2 separate regions of the Oryctolagus cuniculus genome follow, and region 2 is linked to region 1. A link is a contact called in public Micro-C data. All regions are on one chromosome and are shown on one strand. The core of a region is the stretch at or near the end of the contact, and the rest is flanking DNA. Distances in the headings are between cores, read along the strand shown.

Region 1 (2,700 bases), core at 12-2,511:
CAGAGGAGCTTGGTTTGCCACCCCCCCCCATGTCTTTAAAGGTAAAAGACAGAGTGTGTCTCAGGGGGTGGCTGTGAGATGCGGGCGAGAACCTGACACGGGCGTGGGAGGTCGAGGGTGCCGGGAGAGGATTTGTTGCTAATGACTGGGAACCTGTTCTACGCCAGGTGCTGAGATTTGCACGTCCATCTCATCCCGCGGGGTGTGTGCCAGGTCACAGCGGAGGGGGCAGGGGGCAGGGTGCAGGACCTCAATGCTGTGGTCTGAACTTTGTTCATTTCCTTGCAAATTTCCTAACTTGAAATCCTCACTGCCTGAGGCCATGGTCTTAGGAGGTGGGGTTTGGGGGCGTGAGGAGGTCTTGAGGCTGGAGCCCGCACAGGATTCATGCCCTGATGAAAGGGACCCCAGAGGGGCTTTCGCCCCCTTCCCACCTCATTGAAGGGCAGTGAGACGCTGGCGGTCTGCCACCTGGAAGAGGGCCTCCCACTGGCTCCTCCCCTCTGCTGCCAGGGCCCGTGCTCTACTTCTGCCAAGTTCATGCAGTCTGGAGTTGTAGAACTCAGCATCAATTCACTGTGTTTCTATTCATCCCAGGCTACACATGTGGGTCCCAGCGAACCCCATAGAAAGGGGAGGTGTTTTCACTTTTTCTCCCTTGGGGGATGAGACTGAGAACTGCAGTAAACTAGAAGGCAGAGTCTATCCTGGCAGAACCGGAGTTCACCTTTGCCACACTCACACACAATCCAAGCATCCGCTGATCTTAGGAACAGCAACAAAAGCCAACCGCAGGCGTAAGATCTTCCAGCCCCAGGGCCAGGCTGGCAGGGACAGCGGCAGAGACCGGGGCGTGGATATCCTGAGCCCGCCCCGCAGCAGAACGCAGGAAGCGGCTTCTGGAATGTGCCGCAGGCCCAGGAGCCATGCGAGGCCTGCCGTGCTTCACTGGGCTCCTCTGCAGCTTGGCCTGGGGCCCCCGGGTGTGCCTGGAGGTAGAGGAGGCAGGGGCCGGCATCCCCAGAGGTCCTCGGCCAGGGTGCTCTGTGCTGGCATCGAGGTGTGGCCCGTCTGACGGGACATCTCTGGTCAGCACGCCGGTTCTTCTCAACCTCCTTCTGCTTCGGTTTAGCACTTCAGTTGCCTGGCAAACATTTCTACTGGAAAATTCCAAGCTTGACTCAGATGAGCGAAGAGGAAATGCAGCGAGTCGACGCCCAGGCCGGCCCAGCCAAGGAGGGCAGAGGGCCCCTCGAGGCCGGGCTCTGTCAGCGTGGCCACGCTGCCGTTCCAGCCGGAAATCGGAGGGCAGGGAGGGAGGCGGTCGCTGGGCATCCGGGCACCCGGGCTCGCAGGTGCACGGCAGCCGCGGCTGTTCTCTAGAGCCCGGCGTCTCCTCCTCCTCCTCCTCCTGCCTTCCTGCGGGTTGCTCTTCGAGCCGTCACAGCAGTCCTCACTGTAGGATCCCTGACACCTGCGTGGACGGGGACTCCCTGCCGGAGGCTGTCCTCGTGTGCATCTCTGTTGCTACAAGAATACTTAGAGAACTCCAGCCTCCTGCACGGAGCCCAGTGTGCGAAGCTGAATGGGGGGGGGGCTGCCCCAGTCCATGCACGCTCCCTGAGGGGGGGCTGCCTGAGCCCATGCACTGTCCCTGAGGGGGGGCTGCCCGAGCCCATGCACTGTCCCTGTGTGTGTGGGGGGGGGGGCTGCCTGAGCCCATGACTGTCCCTGTGTGTGTGTGTGTGGGGGCTGCCTGAGCCCATGCACTGTCCCTGTGTGTGTGTGTGGGGGGCTGTCTGAGTCCATGCACTGTCCCTGTGGGGGGGGGCTGCCTGAGCCCATGACTGTCCCTGTGTGTGTGTGGGGGGGCTGCCTGAGCCCATGCACTGTCCCTGTGTGTGTGTGGGGGGGCTGCCTGAGCCCATGCACTGTCCCTGTGTGTGTGGGGGGGCTGCCTGAGCCCATGACTGTCCCTGTGTGTGTGTGGGGGGGGGCTGTCTGAGCCCATGACTGTCCCTGTGTGGGGGGGGGGGCTGCCTGAGTCCATGCACTGTCCCTGTGTGTGTGTGTGGGGGGGGGCTGCCTGAGCCCATGACTGTCCCTGTGTGTGTGGGGGGGGGCTGTCTGAGCCCATGACTGTCCCTGTGTGTGTGGGGGGGCTGCCTGAGCCCATGCACTGTCCCTGTGTGGGGGGGGGGGCTGCCTGAGCCCATGCACTGTCCCTGTGTGTGTGGGGGGGGGCTGCCTGAGCCCATACACTGTCCCTGTGTGTGTGTGGGGGGCTGCCTGAGCCCATGCACTGTCCCTGTGTGTGTGTGGGGGGGCTGCCTGAGCCCATGACTGTCCCTGTGTGTGTGGGGGGGCTGCCTGAGCCCATGCACTGTCCCTGTGTGTGTGTGTGGGGGGGGCTGCCTGAGCCCATGCACGCTCCCTGTGTGTGGGGGGGGCTGCCTGAGTCCATGCACGCTCCCTGTGTGTGTGTGGGGGGGGGCTGCCTGAGTCCATGCACTGTCCCTGTGTGTGTGGGGGGCTGCCTGAGCCCATGCACTGTCCCTGTGTGTGGGGGGGCTGTCTGAGCCCTTGCGTGCTCCCTCTCACTCCTTCCCAGCAAACCCAGGAGCGGGGCTGCCATGGCAACACGGAGGCGTCACAGTGCAGCCTCCCTGGAGAGTGCGAATGCCCGCGACCCAGACCTTA
Region 2 (2,787 bases), core at 173-2,672, 100 kb after region 1:
GTGAAGCTATCACCTGCAGTGCCCGCATCCAACAGGGGTGCGGTTCGAGTCCCTGCTGCTCCGTTTCCAATCCACTCCCTGCTAATGCAACTGGGAAAGCAGCAAAAGATGGCGCAAGTCCTCGGGCCCCTGCACTCAAGCGGGAGACCCAGAGGAAGCTCCTGGCTCCTGGCTTCGGCCTGGCCATGTGGCCATTTGGGAGGATGGAAGACTTCTCTCTTTCTCTGCCTCTGCCCCCCTCTCTCTGTATTTCTGCCTCTCAGATAAATAAATCTTTTTTTAAAAAGAGATGACTACATCCATTCTCCCTATTGCCAGATTTTGGGTGATTTTTCTTTAAAACAGTATCAACCCCACAGTTTTAAACGGGGCTTTGATGGGTTGCTTCCACATGGCCCCGGCCCCAGGGCTCTTTAAGCCAACATCAGTTCTAGGAAAGTATCGTCCTCTCGTCAACAGTGTTGTTAACCCTCAAGTGTGCAGGCTGAAGGGCAGCTTCACCAAGTTAGGGCTCGGGGCAGTAGGGAATGAAGGCTGAGGACAGCACACAGCCAAGGGGGCCTGGCGGCGCCGGCCAGGGAGGACCAGGCTGTGCTCCCTGGGGCCTTGCAGGGGAAAGATGAAGCTCATCTCTGTCGCAGGCGCCTTCCCTGGAGGCATCGGCCAGACTTCGCTGGTCAGGGGCCAGTGTTTGTCACCCAGTCTCCTTAAGGTTGCCCACCCGGGGGGTGGGGGGCGGGCAGCACCAGAGGTAAAGGGAAGTAGAGGTAAACCAGATGGCCACTGCGGAGGACACCTGTGGATCGGGGGCGCCGCCGGGCCGCCGGGCCACACCCCGGGTCTGCGCGGGGGCCTGCTCGGAGCTCCGCGGGGGGCTGCAGCCTCGCTCTCCGCTCTCTCCGCTGCCCGCGGCGCGGTGCCGACCCTCCGGCTGCCGCTGGTGCGACCCCGCGTCCTAGGCTTCGGCTGTAGCCGGACAGCATCTCCCAGCCGGGCCCGGCCCGGCCACCGGCGGCTCCAGCGCGACCCCAAAGCGCCACGGGCTCCGCCGAGGACACCCCCCTTTCTCCTCGCCGTCCCGGGGCCCCCTCCGCCGGGCGGGCGGGCGGACTGTGCGGCCGGGGGCGCCCTCCCCGTCCCGCCAGGCTCCACGGGTCCCGCGGCTTCTCGGGCCTCGGCCTGCGGGAGGCACGTCCGGAATGCGCGGGAGGGCGCGGGGCCAGGAGGCCTGGTGCATCGCGGGGGACACCGCGGGACCCCCGGCCACAGCCAGCGACCCGCAGCTCGCAGCACCGCCGCTAGCGGGCCGGGCCGCGGCGCGCAGCTCCCAGACGCCTGCGGTCCGGCGGGACGAGAAACGGAAAGAGAAAAAAAAAGTCTCCCCCGAGCGCCCCCGTGCGCGCTGGGCCCGCCCCGCCCCGCGGCGCGTCCAGTCCCCTCCGGCGGCGGCGGCGGGGGCGCGCTCGGGTGTCGGAGGCTCGCCCGGCGCCGGGGTCGCTGCGGCCGCTGCAGCGCGGGCTCCGGGGCGCGGCCGGTCCCGGGAGGCGGGCGGGAGGCGGACGCGGCCCGGCCTCGACGTCGGCCACCGCGCCGCCGGCGATGGGAAGTGCCTTATAAAGCGGCCTCCCGGCCGGGCCGACGCACTCGTCTCCGCGCGCCGCCGGCTTTGCGCGCAGGCCGGGACGGACCGCAGCGCGATCCCGGCCCCGCACGGACCGCAGCCCGGGCGGGCGTCGGGGGGCATGCGCGGCCCGCGGCATGGCCTCGGCGGTGTTTGAGGGCACGTCTCTCGTGAACATGTTCGTGCGCGGCTGCTGGGTGAACGGCATCCGCAGGCTCATCGTCAGCCGGCGCGGCGACGAGGAGGAGTTCTTCGAGATCCGCACCGAGTGGTCGGACCGCAGCGTGCTCTACCTGAACCGCAGCCTCGCCGACCTGGGCCGCCTGTGGCAGCGACTCCGCGACGCCTTCCCGGAGGACCGGCCGGAGCTGGCGCGCGCGCCGCTGCGCCAAGGTGCGGGATCCGGGGGGCACGCCCGGGGGAGCTGCGCTCCGGGGACGGGCACGGGGGCGGGAAAGGGGCCATCGCCGACCGGACGCGCGCCCTGCCGCTGCCCCAGGCTCAAATCTGCGAGGCCGGCTCGCGCGCGCCCCCGGGGCTGTCCAGGGTCCGCGGGACCCCGGGACGGCGGCAGGAAGGTGCTGGGGGGCAGCGTTCGGGACCCGCGACCACAGCGTCCGAGTTGGGGGTCGCGTCGGGCCTGGCAGCCTCCTACCCCCCCACCCCCCGCCCTTGAGAGTCCTGGCTGGGAGGGGCGGCTGAGTGCGAGGTGCCACGCGGCCTGTCCCGGCGGGGGCCGCCCCGCCCGCGGCCGCGCCGCCCAGCCCAGCGCCTCCGCCCAGGGCCCCAGCCGCATTCGGGTTGGATTAGTGACGGCCGCCGCCCGCCTTGGCCTTGGGACTCCTGTTTTTTAAAACTGCGGTGGTTTCCCTTCTGGTCCTGGCCGCCGCTGTGCGCGCTTCGAGGCCAGGCCGGGAGAAGGCAGGGAGTGGGAGGGGAGGAAGTGGGGGCGGGAAGAGGGCCGCGGGGAAGCCCCCCTCGTCCCCGCCCCGGGTGGCCACCTGCCCCTTGTGGGCTTTCCTCGGGCAGCGCTCCTAGGAGCAGAGAACACAGCTTGGAGACTTGGGGCGCAGTGACCCAAGCCGAGGGTGGCCGGCGCACAACCCCGTGCAGCCCCTGGCTGGGGCCTTGGGAGAAGCGCTGTGTTCCCCCTGGCGTTGGTCCCC

The links. Hi-C and Micro-C count contacts between places; a contact is called where the count stands out from the background.
Region 2: a contact with region 1 is called in a Micro-C map of ear pinna, with 3 times the contacts expected there. The contact joins the promoter of PXDC1 here to the enhancer-like site in region 1. A contact is called at or near these places in 2 of 6 Hi-C or Micro-C datasets (ear pinna and an unstated tissue).

Annotation. Positions count from the first base shown.
Region 1 is chr5:166,363,365-166,366,064 of mOryCun1.1, forward strand. No RefSeq gene overlaps it. Among named protein-coding and RNA genes, the nearest start is that of FAM50B, 43 kb to the right of the region's middle. Within about 2 kb of position 1,262, at least 5 of the 8 cell types and tissues checked have an H3K27ac peak or open chromatin away from gene starts, as enhancers often do. A contact at or near this core is called in ear pinna, where this site is marked.
Region 2 is chr5:166,463,068-166,465,854 of mOryCun1.1, forward strand. It overlaps PXDC1 (PX domain containing 1), which reads left to right and starts at 1,423. Exons shown (of 5, transcript XM_051842071.2): 1 at 1,423-2,014. The coding sequence starts at 1,759.